Regions from separate parts of the Mus musculus genome. Here region 1 is linked to region 2. Evidence: chromatin contacts called from public Hi-C data. All regions are on one chromosome and are shown on one strand. Each heading gives the region's core, a stretch centred on a gene start, on an enhancer-like site or on the middle of the called end of the contact. The rest is flanking DNA. Distances are from core to core; before and after follow the strand shown.

The links. Hi-C and Micro-C count contacts between places; a contact is called where the count stands out from the background.
Region 1: a Hi-C map of hematopoietic stem and progenitor cells shows a contact between it and region 2, with 4 times the contacts expected there. The contact joins the promoter of Cfap43 here to the enhancer-like site in region 2. A contact is called at or near these places in 1 of 39 promoter capture datasets (embryonic stem cells), 5 of 15 datasets of contacts at CTCF or cohesin (the G1E-ER4 cell line, embryonic stem cells, large pre-B cells and 2 more), 122 of 484 Hi-C or Micro-C datasets (the 4T1 cell line, the 63-12 cell line, the AML12 cell line and 69 more), 31 of 115 datasets of contacts at active chromatin or transcription factors (DN3 thymocytes, PVALB interneurons, T-cell acute lymphoblastic leukemia and 20 more) and 4 of 9 other capture datasets (adipose tissue, liver, macrophages and 1 more).

Annotation. Positions count from the first base shown.
Region 1 is chr19:47,833,928-47,839,999 of GRCm38.p6, reverse strand. Cfap43 (cilia and flagella associated protein 43) reads left to right here and starts at 2,639. Exons shown (of 38, transcript NM_027559.2): 1 at 2,639-2,785; 2 at 4,183-4,436. The coding sequence starts at 2,673.
Region 2 is chr19:47,505,104-47,511,656 of GRCm38.p6, reverse strand. It overlaps Stn1 (STN1, CST complex subunit), which reads left to right. Exons shown (of 10, transcript NM_175360.3): 8 at 1,200-1,322; 9 at 3,779-3,851. Among named protein-coding and RNA genes, the nearest start is that of Gm19557, 4.6 kb to the left of the region's middle. Within about 2 kb of position 2,661, at least 212 of the 459 cell types and tissues checked have an H3K27ac peak or open chromatin away from gene starts, as enhancers often do. A contact at or near this core is called in the 4T1 cell line, the AML12 cell line, B cells and 40 more, where this site is marked.

The sequences.
Region 1 (6,072 bases), core at 1,390-3,889, 330 kb before region 2:
AAGCAGAAGCAGGCTAATCTCTATAAGTCTGAGGCAAATGAAAAAGGCATACCCCCTTGGCATGGGCTTCTCAGAGAAGAGTTTATTAATACATTTTTATCATAGATTTTTTTTTTAAGTACAGGGCTCCAGAGGAAGAAAGATCCCCAGGAAAAAGAATAAAACAGACTAGTGGGGGGGGGGTGGATTCTCAAGATATCCCAGTTGAGTGTCTTAGCATTAAGCTTATATACAATTTCGGCAGCTCTCAAGTATTATCTCAAAAGACTGCTAGTGTGTGTGTGTGTGTGTGTGTGTGTGTGTGTGTGTGTGTGTGTGAGAGAGAGAGAGAGAGAGAGAGAGAGAGAGAGAGAGAGAGAGATTCTAGGAGGCTCCTTAAATGGAGTTAAAATGATGAGGTATGACCAGGAGCCACTGAGATTACACAAGGAGGTTAAGACAAGACCTTGTTCAGTGAAGGAAAATTCTGATGAAAGATCTAGAAAACTTCAGGTCTACGACTTGGAAAGGAATAAAACGTCAAGCAAATGTTAATCATATTGGTGTAAGTGTTGCAGCTCTGAAGTGAAAGGTTTCCACTTCAAAAGTGTTCCAGTTTGCTCCAGCTGCTGCAGGGGAGCTTTTCCCAATGGGAATGTAACAGTTCTGCTACTCGGGAGGGAGGGGACGATTTCCAAAGTGTTACAGTTCTGCTCTAATGAAAGTGTTAGAGCTCTGCTCAGGTAGGGGTAAGTTTCCCCCAGCCAAAGCTCTATACTGAGAGGTATCCTGGCAACCCGGAGCCAAGGGGTACCACCAAGTCACACCACACAGCAAGCCTCACACAAGAGATTAACTGAGAGGTAAAACCTCGATGGACGATGGACAGTGGCTGCTTTTGCTCAGGCAATTTGAGCAGAAGGCGGGGCTTATATAAGATTTCTGGAGGTGCAGAGCTTTCCAGGATAGAGATTCCCAGGGTGGTGATTGGTGAGATATCAATTCCTGAGCTTGAATGAACTCAGGGATTGGTGGGTGTCCTTATTATGTAATTGGTGGGTTTTATCCTGCATTCGGAACGTTTGGTTCTCAGCTGCCAGACTCTGATTAGCTGGCTCTCCCTTCTCCTGACTCCATAGTTTCACGTCTTTCTGCTCTACCTCAGCATCATTCTTGTTATTAAACACTGATGCTGTGGATTATTGCTTCAAAGGTCTTCCTCTTTTTTCTCTCTCTCTTTAAAATCCCCCTTTCTTTAACCTACTTGAACACATCCATAGTTCATTACTGTAGGGTAAAAAGGGCAATAGAAAGAACACTATGACCCTGACTTGACCCCAAGACCAAGGCCAAGAAAAAGAATCCCACCAATCCCTAAGCTTGCCACAATATCAGACAAAAAAAAAAAAAAAATTCCACCAATCCCAGGCCACCCTGGAAAGCCCAGCAGCCATGAAACCCTACATAAAAACCCTACCTTATGCTCAGTTGACAGCTGCTTCTAGTCCAAGCATTGCATCCACCCTCCTGGGTTTCCCCTCCCAATAAATCTCTTGGGTGAGGTTTGTTGTAAAGTGTGACAAGGTGGTATTGCTTGGTTCCCAATTGCCAGGATACCTTTCCTATCAAAGCTGTAACATTTTCATTGGTGAAGCCCTGCCCTGCCACTGTAACAGTTACAGTGATGGAGTGAACATTCCCTAGACCAGGCTCAGCCATTTCCAACATATTATTTCCTTTCTTTCTTTTTCTTTCTTTCTTTCTTTCTTTCTTTCTTTCTTTCATCCTGTTTCTCTTCTTCTTCTTCTTCTTCTTCTTCTTCTTCTTCTTCTTCTTCTTCTTCTTCTTCTTCTTCTTCTTCTTTTCTCCTCCTCCTCCTCCTCCTCCTCCTCCTCCTCCTCTTCTTCTTCTTCTTCTTGTATAGAATAGAGTTTATTCAGGCCATGGGAAGGGGAGTTAATAGAGTAGTAAAGGCAGAGAGAGAGGGAGAGAGAGAGAGGAGGAGGAGGGGGAGGAGGAGGGGGAGGAGGAGGAGGGAAGGAGGAGGGGGAGGAGGAGAAGGAGGGAGAGGCTGGTGGGAGCGGGGAGGGAATGGGGAGCCCAACTTTTTTTTTTTTTTTTTTTTTTTTTTGGCCAGGTGGGAAGGAAGGAACTGGAAAAGGGGAAGAGAAACTCAGGGAAGAAAAAGGATTAGACAGGACAGAGGCAAGGGGCTAGGAGAGAAGAGCATAGCCTATCACCCACCAGATTACTTCAGTCTGCCTCCTTGCGCTCACAGAGGAGACACCTGAAGGGTTGTTAGGCAGCCATTGTGCCCCTCACCCTTTGGATTCTGACTTGGCTTTCTGCTCACTGGGTTCCGAGCAGGCTTAACCGGTGCAGGGAAATAAATGAAATATTTCCGGCGTATAGATAGGAGTAGCATGGCAGCATGCAGAATTAATAACCGTCTTGACACTTATTAATACTGAAACTATTTGCTGAGGCAGAAGCACTCCAGCATCCACGACCCAGGGTCCCACCGCTCGGCTTCGCTCGCCGCTCGCCCATAGGCGGCGCCCGCCAGCCAATGGGCGCGGGGTTCCCGGTCTCCAGGATACAGGTGTAAACAGTGGCATCTTCGCGGGCTTCTTAGCCTGACCCGGCCGGGCCAAGGAGTAACGGCCGCAGCCCCGGGTGCGCTGGGAGTCGGCATGTCGCAAGACCCGGAGCGCGACGACGTCACTGCCTCTGCCACTGCCTCTGCCTCAGCCTCAGCCCCTGCCTCTGCCTCTGCCCACTACTCCGGATCCTCCCTGTCGGTGAGGTGCGGCATCGCGGCCGCAAGGGGCTGGAGGGGGAAACCCTGCCAGGACCCCTGCCCCTCGAATCCTCCAAGCAAACTCGCTCTGCTTCTCACTCCCCACCCCCACCCCCGCAACTCCTCCCCACCCCCGGCTCCGACCCTGTGCAGCCTCTTCAGTTGGACCCCTCGGTCGGTCTCCTGACCAAATGACCAACCGGCCCTCAGTTTCCCACCTCACCACATTGCTCTCCTGCTAAGGGACCCTCACTTGTGTGCCCGGTATTCCTCTCCCCCACCTTCTGTTTTTGCATCCTCTTCCTGCCTCGGTGGTACTCAACCCCAGAGCTCCTGCAAACCCATTCAGCCCTCCTCTTCATCAGCGTCCTCTTAGGCGATTCCCTCCCTTCTAACTCCTTCCTTCTCACTCCGGATTCCTGTGCGCAGTTGCTGGGCCTTAGACATCTGGAAGAGCTAACTTTTCTGTCCCTCCACGTTCTGAAGGATGGCTTACAGTTCAGGGTCCCCTGTCACTGCTGTTCTGTGTCATGGGAGGAGATGGGGGACAGACTCGGAAAACATGTGCCCTTCACTCTCTTTCCTCCACTTTCAAACATATCTTTAATATTTAAATAAAATGGAATTTTCCTTATCTCAGACTTTCCTTCCACCATATACCTACCACACAATCCTCTCCTAAAATGGACCTCTCACGTTCTAACTCCTTTGCCCTCGTGTCTTCCTTGTCCTTATGTGGATTTTTAGGTCTAAAACAGAGCCGTGCATTCTTCATGTGTGTAAACTATAAGCAAGTCACGTACGTGGCTTACAACTATAGAGTGTGCTGTCTTACTCAAAGCGGTTTTAAATTTGTTTAGTTGATTTTTTTAAGTGATTTTGAGTTTAGTTTTTCAAAAAACAGTCAAGAGAAAAGAACCCTGGATACACTGTTTTCTACAATTTCCTTTCAACCTAGTGAGCCATGTCACAGGCCAGAGACCTATTGATCTTTGCATTTCTTTTATATATATAGAGAGATTTATTTATTTATTATTATGTATATGTGTATATGCGTATATACGTACACTGTTGCTGTCTTCAGACACAACAGAAGAGGGCATCAGATCTCATTACCGATGGTTGTGAGCCACCATTTGGCTGCTGGGAATTGAACTCAGAACCTCTGGAAGAGCAGTCAGTGCTCTTAACTGCTGAGTCATCTCTCCAGCCTTTGCATTGTTCTAGACCATCGGCTCACACTGGTTTCTCAGTGAGTCCCTGTGTTCCTCTGAAAGACTGGAGCAGAGAGGGAGTTAAAAATGAAGCGGATGTGTTTCAAAGACTGGGATGGCTTTCTAGGTGCTGTGTTGGAAAGGAAGTGAGCGTGGATCATACTGATGCTGATCTATCTTTTCTCAAAGATGGGTGCAAGGATTCCCTAGTCAGAACGTCCACTTTGTCAATGACCAGACCATCTGCTACCCTTCTGGGAACTTTGTAATATTCATTAACCTGGAAACCAAGAAGAAGACTGTACTCCAGTGTATTAATGGGATTGTGGGCGTCATGGCAACTAATGTGCCCAGTGAAGTCGTGGCTTTCTCTGACCGAAGATTTAAACCTGTTATCTACATATACAGCTTCCCATCGCTGACCAGAAAAAACAAGTTAAAAGGTATCTGGGACACCCTCCCCCTCCCCCTTTAAGTCAGCCGTTTGACTTAAAGGTGGTGTGCTTCCCGTCAACACTGGAATTACCTCAGAAATTACCTAAAAGGGCAGAATCATCCTTTCGTGGTAGCACACACCTGTGGTACCTCACCCCCACCCCCTTCACCCCGGAACTGAAGGATTTTTGTTTTGTTTGTTTTTCAAGATAGGGTTTCTCTGTGTAGCCCTGGGTATCCTGGAACTGACTCTGTAGACCAAGCTGGCCTTGAACTCAGAGATTTCCCCCTGCCTCTGCTTCCTGAGTGCTGGGACTAAAGGGACGCACCACCACCACCTGGCTACTGAAATTTGTTTTTTATGTGAACAAATCTAGTTCTTAGGAATGAAGGTGTTTTGTATTGTGAAAGGTTGTTTTGGACAGAAGTAGACAAGCTGACCACTAAAGGTTTATTAACCCCATAAGCCACAGCCATCTGACTTAAAGGTGGTGTGCTTCCTGCCAACACTGGCCTTACCTCAGAAATTACCTAAAAGGGCAGAATCATCCTTTCGTGGTAGCACACACCTGTGGACCCAGAAACTTAGAAGCTGAAAAGGGAGGCTCACTTGAGCCGGTAAGCTGGAAACTAGCCTGGGCAAATCCAAAAGAAACAGCTACACCCTCAAAAAACACACAACCTGATTCCCCGCCCGCCCCACCTAACAAACCCACACCTTAGTTTGAACATTTCTCCGGTGGCTGACTTGCATTTTAAACCCTGAGAAACACAGGGGTTGGAGAACTGGCCTCTTATGCAACAATGTTTGTTCTTTTCCTGGTGACTGATTGGAACTGGAATTCTTACACAAACCGATGCTCAAATGACTACAGGCAAGACTGAACCTCCCTGTCCTTAACCACAAATGGAGCTAAATATAGCATCTAATGCTAAGTTTGTGTTGATAGGGGAGGCATATGCATGCACACACACACACATACACACACACACACGCATGCACACATACACACACACACACATGTACACACACACACACACGCATGCACACACACGCATGCACACATACACACACATGTACACATACACACACACACGCATGCACACATATACACACACATGTACACACACACGCATGCACACACACACATGCACACATGCACACACACACATACACACACACGCATGCACACACACATACACACACACATACACATACACACACACACATGCACACACACACACACACGCATGCACACCAAGCACTCATTCCAGGTTATCTATTATTTATATTACTGTTGAACCACTCACAGATGCAGCTAACTTTCATGGACGGAGTAGCTAGACACCTCCAGATGCCTCTAGCTAATGATCCCTGCCCAGGTTTAAGACGACCTAAATCTGAGAGTGGTGATTGGTTACACACACCTGTAATCCAGACTTGGGGAAGGCGAGGAAGAAAGATCCAGATTCTATGACCACCCCCTAACTAAAAGCAAGACTTTGCCTCAAACTAACAATAATAGCCCACGTGCCCAGCACGGTCAGGAAGCTTACCCTTGATGGTGCCTTAGTTTCAGAACCATGTTTGAAAATATGGTCAAGCCAAGCTCCATCTCTGTAGTTTACAAGTTATTTCTGGAG
Region 2 (6,553 bases), core at 1,412-3,911:
GTCCTTCTGCTTGAGCCTCTTATGTGCAGAACTTTATGTGTCTGCTACCATGCCCAGTTCTAAAGAAGCATTAGTAAGTAGCGAGGCCCACCTTCATGTGAAGCCATGATGGCTACAATTGACTGGAAAGACGTCAGGACTCCCCCAGGCAGGATGTTCTGTGGCGGAGTTTTGACGTGGTATCCTTTTGAAGAAGCTTAGAGCAGAAGACTGTTTCTGTGTAGTGCTGTATATTTAAAAAGAAACTGATCTGTCGCTGTATTTGTTTCTCTTTGAAAACGATTTCTTCCATCAATTATGAATCAGTTGGTCAAATTGCCCTGCTTGGGATGTCAGTGTCCCTCAATTAATAGCGCCCTGGGAGACTGCAGATGCTCGGGCGATGCAGAAACCCGAGAGCCCTGGGCGCCCTGTTGTCACTCATGGCTGCTCACTTCCCCGTCTCTCCCTTCTGATTTTTTTTCTAACCGTCGCCTTTCTTAGCAAATCCAGAAACATGATAAGCAGATCTTACAGGACCATTGTTTCTCTGACAGCTAGATGAATGCTGACTATGTTTGGGCGGGCAGATTATATATATTTCAGGAAGCCACCCAGTTCCTGGCCTGAGCACCAAGTCGCTGCTTCAGTCTGTGAGCAATTTTGGTTTCCTGAACCGTGCGTGTCTGTCATTGTTCTTTTGAAAGTGACGAGCAAAACACAGATCTCAGTCCCGGAAGCGGCTGGCTTGTCAGAAGGGACCCCTGGTGTCCTTGCTCTCAGGACTGTGGCCTTTGAAACAGGCTAGGCAGCACATCCTGAGGCCGCGAGGCAGTCTCTGGAGAGGATGCGTCCTGTATTGTTTGCAGTTCCTGGGAGCTGAGCTGCAGTTGGCTCCCTATGGCTGCGAGTGCTTTCCCTGCTGACCCGGCCTCTCAGAGGAGGGAGCTGATGCTCATGGGAAAGATCGCCCAGCAGCCTGGGGGCAAAGCCGTGATCAGTCAGAGCAGAACCCAAGTTCAGCACAGTTACCAAGTGTGACCCTCCAGAGCAGACTTCTGACCCTGCCTAAATGCCGGCCTGCTCAGCTGACGCATGCCTAGAGCACGCTGACTCAGCACAGGAAAAGCCTGTTGGGTGAATTCATAATAAACCAGTTGGGCTTGGGAGTTAGTCGCAGGTAATGGAAGATGAGACATTTCTTTTTCTTCCCTGTGCAGGTGGAGTTAAAGGACAGTGGCACTTCTGGCGTAGCGCAGAGAGTGTTTAAGAATGCTCTCCAGCTGCTTCAGGAAAAAGGACTCGTGTTCCAGAGAGACAGTGGCTCTGATAAGCTGTACTACGTAAGAGACCTGCAGCCTAGTTTCCCCTCATGGCTTCCGTTACAAGTACAGTTAGGCTTAGGAATAGTACCAGTTTCTAAGACAGTGAGTCGGGGTGAAAGCGACCTCTTACCCTTTCACAATGTAACTGTTTCCTCCAGTGAAACAGTCTGACTCTGTAAACCCAGGCTGACCTTGAACTCCTAATCTCCTGGCTCCACCTCTCCACGGCTGGGATTGTAGGTGTGTGCCACTACTCCGGATCCATGCTGCCACTTGAAGCCCAATGGCCGTCTAAATATTTATCTGTACATTGACAGATATACAAGCACGTCCCTATGGCTTTTTTAAGAAAGGAAGGAAGGGTAGGGGAAGGGGGAACGGAAGGGAAGGGAGTAAGAGTGAGTGAGCTATCTTCTAATTGAGAAGGCCTCATCCTCAGAGCTCCTGGTGCAGATGCTGATGCACTGGAGACTGTCCTGTGTCTTCCACCAGCATCCCTGGCCTCTCACACTAAATGCCACTAGCACCTAGTATGTTGTGACAATCAGAAATGCCTTCGGGCATCACCAGATGTCCCACTGCTGTGAAGAGTGCTCCGCACAGCCTGCAGTGCCACCGTCTGTCCCTGTGCCCGTGTGTCCCGGCACCTGCGAGTCTGCCTCACTCTTTCTGACCAGGAGTATTTACCAGAACTTTCTAGCCATTCCTTTGTGACGGACGGACGGACACTACGGTTGTACGACTTTTGCTGTCACAAATAGTGTTTCCTGACTCGATCTGTGTGGCTCTCTGTGTGAATCTGTGTTGGTATTTCCAAGGACGGCTCACGCAGGAGAGCGCCCGGAGCAAAGGACACTTTAGTTAAAGCTTTCAGGTAACTCCAGTCTGCCTCCCTGAAGGCCTTGCTTGCCAGCCTCCCTTCTGAGGAACGGGACGGCTGCTTGCTTGCCTCCATCTTTTCAAGGTAGAAGTCTGCCTCTTGCTGCATGCCTTTGATGTTGGAGGCAGTAAGCTGAGAGAGGACCACTCGTGTCCAGAGCGGAGAAGTGGCTTCAGAATAAGATGAGAGCTCTGGAGACAGGCTGCTGGGCCTGCCTGCTTGCAGACTCGCTAGAGGTCTACTTAGCAGGTCATTTCCTCTGTGGAGAGGCCCAGGTTTTATTTATTTAAGTAGGAGGGGTTTTCCACAGTGTTGAGAGGTAAGCCAGTATAACACAGTGCTGTCCACTCATCCCGGGATGGGAGGGGCCAAGCAGGACATGGCGGCCATTGTCACACTAAGTTCAGCTGGAGCCCTCTTAGAGATTTGTGCCTCCTTCTGTTCTGGGTTGGCTTCTGTGAGGGTCTGTCTGTAGAGAGCAACCCTCCCTGGGAAGCAGCCAGGGCAACTGCAGCTGCCCAGGGCGAGGTGTGGCAGGGTTGGGCACTTCCTCTTGTGAATGAATCACCCTGAGCTGGAAGGGGTAGTCAAACAGGAATAGATCCCACGGCCCCTTCTGTGGCTGACCCCTCCCTTCCACTCATCCCTGATTTGTGGCTTTCCTTTCTCCTGAAGCCCTGCTGGGGACATAGTTACAGCAGAGCCCAGAGCTCTGTTTGCACCCATGGTTGACCTTCACACTAATCTTGTGAGTCCGAAGTCATCAGGTCTCACGGGCGGCCATGGCTGTTTCCTGTACCCAGTTCTTCAGCTGTGTTCCCATGCTTAGACTTGGCTCTTCCTCCTTCCTCTTTCTTCTCTCCTTTTACACACTCCTTCCTTCCTTCCCTCTTCCCCTTTCTTCTCTTCCTCCCTCCCTCCCTCACCTTCTTTTTCTTTTGCTTCCTCTCCCTCCCCCCCTCTCTGCCTCTCTTCCCTCTTCCCTTCCCTCTTCTCCCCTCTCTCTTCTCTAGTGTTATTAAATTTACTGCCTGTAGCTGAGGGTGAAGCCTGCTGCTAGTTGAGAAACATGGTTGTGGGTGTGCCTACAAGAGCAGAGAGCGTTTCTGTAGATAAGCTGGATTCTCTAGCTTGCTGGCTTCCCCATGCCCATTTCTTCTTTAATTCTTCCTTGTGCTTAGAAGAAGAGGAACTAAAGAAATATAAGACAAGAAGGGGACCGAGAGGAAGAAGGCTGGGACAGGGAGGAAACTTTGAACCTGCGGGAGCTCCTTCAAAAACACTGGGCAAGGAAGAGGAGTGTCTGTCTGAGTGGCCACAGTGTAGAAAAGGGCAGTTGCCCCTTCAAGGCACAGGGTTCCAGTTATGCTTTCCCTTCTGGCCCCAACAAACCAGCTCCTGAGAGAGCTGTGTCCTTAGGGGCAGAGCGGAGCTGCAGCGGCCACCACGCATCAGAATCACTGAGGGAGGGCGTATGGGGGAGGCTTGTCGTTGCTATGGGATTTGTAGAACCGCCTCGAAGGCTGGTCTTGAGTTCTGAGTGACACACTGCTGTGTTCTCAAACCACGTTTCCTCTCTGGATTCTCCTTTTAGGTAACCACCAAAGACAAAGACCTGCAGCAGAAGATCTACCACATCATTAAGGAAGACTGTCAGAAACCAAACCGTAAGTGTTTTGTGATGGTGAGCCGGTGCGCCCAGGGTTCCTTCCCTCCTAGACAGAATCAGGATGCTCTGTCCTGACTCAGGAGGGAGACAGCCAGGGCTTCTGTCCTCCGAGACTCATTGTCCTCTCCTCTATGTCGTGTTGCCTGGGCAGAGGAGTCAGCATGTGGGGCTCCTTTAAACAGCCCTGGGGTGTCCGGTCCTGTAGGGATAAGCTGGAGGCCAACCACCAAGCTCTCCCTGAGATTCGGGCACACTGAAGTGAACCACCACGCTCGGCTCTGAGATGCGCTCGCTGCTTCTGGTCCCTGGTTTGTCGCCCATGTTTACCACTGCCTCTGAATGTAATGTCAACATTCACTCTCTTCTCAAACATCAAGGCTTTTCAGTTTCAGGCAGGACGGCTCTTAGACATTACAGTTCATGAATAACGAAATCCAGTCATCTCAAGAAACCCTTGAGTTATAAATGAAATGGCTTAGAAAAATAGTGCCGGTTTGTGGAGTTAGGTCGGCCCCTAGTGGCTGGACACTCAAACTACATCTAGTCTGATAACTCGCATATCAATTCACCCTAATTACAAAGAAAGCATCCGTCTTATCATGAGTCTGTATGAACTTGTGAGTCTTCAAGGTGACCGTCCAGAGCCTGGCTTTTGCAAACATATGCCAATGACAAATACTTATGTCACCATGATCCTAGGAGCAGAAAGGGTTGTTAGCCCTGGGTCCCCTTCCTATTTTTATTCTCTCTGGAGAAGTCTTTCACTCCTTTCAGACCCAGAAGGAAAGGCTGGGTCTACAGACAGGTAGAGGGAGGCCAGGTCATCTACCCTGTGGTTTAGGACCCAGTGAGATCAGAACCAATAGGGTGCCACAATCAGACAAGAAAGAAAGAAAGGAAGGAAGGAAGGAAGGAAGGAAGGAAGGAACGGAGGAAGGAAGGGAGGGAGGGAAAGGGAAGGAAAGAGCGAGCCCCAAAGCAGTCCTGTTACGGTAGTAATGGATGCTGTTTGGCTCATTCGTAGCAGGGATGGAGCAGCACAGGCAGGCATGGTCGCATGGACCTGTAACCCCAGCCCTGGGAAGGCCGAGGCAGGAGGTCAGCCAGGGTTAACACAATGAGATGTGCTTTCTTTCTCCCCCTGCCCATACCCCTCTATTTCACCTTTCTTTTTCCCTCCCCCTTCCTGTGTGTATGTGTATGTGTATGTATGTATGTGTGTGTGTGTGTATGTGTGTGTGGTATGTGTGTGTGTGTATGTGTGTGTATGTGTGTGTGTGTTATATGTACCTGGTGTATGTGCATGGAAATGAAAGGAAGACTTTAGATGTCCTCTATCCCTTTCTGCCCTTCTCTCTCTGTCTCTGTCTCTCTCTCTTTCTAAAAACTGCTTTATTTATTTATATTCCAAATCTTACCCTCATTCCTGGTCCCTCCTCCAAGAGTTCTTCACCCCCACCCCCCACCCCACCCCTGCCTCTGAGCGAGTGCTCCCCATCTCACCCTCTCACTCCCCCTACCTTACCTTTCCCCCCCGCAACCCTCCTTCCCTGGGGCACCCAGTCTCTACCTGTACACATCCTCTCCCATTGAGGCCAGGGGCCATGGACCAGGCCATGTATGCTCATATATGCTCACTGGTTGGTGGTTTAGTCTCTGGGAATCCCCAGGGGTCCCAGATACAGTTAGTTGACACTGTTGTTCTTCTTGTGGGGTTGCCACCCCCTTCAGCTCCTTCAGTTCTTCCCCTGTCCTATTCTTTTAAGACAGACTTGTCACTGAGCATGGAGGAAGGCTGGCAGCCAAGGTGCTCCAGCTGTTCTCCTGTGCCTACCCCTCCCTCCCCACATTCACACAGTGCAGGGGTTACAGGCGCTCCTGCAGCCGTGCCTGGCTGATTTTACATGGGTATCAGAGATTTGAAATCTCAGGTCCTTAGGCTTCCAAAACAAGGTGCCTCTCCAGCCCACAGACTGTCGCAACAAAGCAAAACCAATAGGCAGCCTCTCTGTCTGCTGCTTTGTGAGAGCCTCAGCCAGAACGGATGGTCCCAAAATGCCATTCCTCCACACTGAATCCCAGGCCCCTCAGCCGCCGCATTCTTAGATTGATGCACATTGGGACTGCAGCGCTTTATAGCCTGGCACCCGTAAAGTAAACGAAAGGGGTCCACACTCCATCCTCGGAAGGAGTGGCTCCGTGGGTGGCAGTGCTTGCTCTGAAAGCCTGATTATCAGAGTTCAGGTCCTTGGAACACACAGAAAAGTTGGGTTCAGTGGCACACACCTGTGTTCCTAGCACCCCTCTAGCAAACTGGGAGGCAGGTACGAAGCTCATGGGCCAGGCCAGCTAGCGTGGAACACACAGTGCAGCAGCAGAAAGCAGCAAGATGGACGGCAAGAAGCAGCTCCCTAATTCATATCCGTGCCGTGGCACGTGCACACATGCACCCCAATAAAATATTTAAAAGAGACTTAAAAAAAAGTGACAGGTTTTATATACACTGGTTGGTCAGCCCCTGCCCGGGCAACTGAGCCTACCATGGTGGATGGCTCTGCCACTGTCTGTAAGTTGTGTGAGGGGGACCCTGCAGGCAGTCACAGCTGGCAGGGAAGCGAACCAGGAAGAGGTGAGAGTGAAAACTCAATTCAGTTTGGTATCATCAACCTGGATCAAACCTCGGGGAGTCTGGTGCCAGGG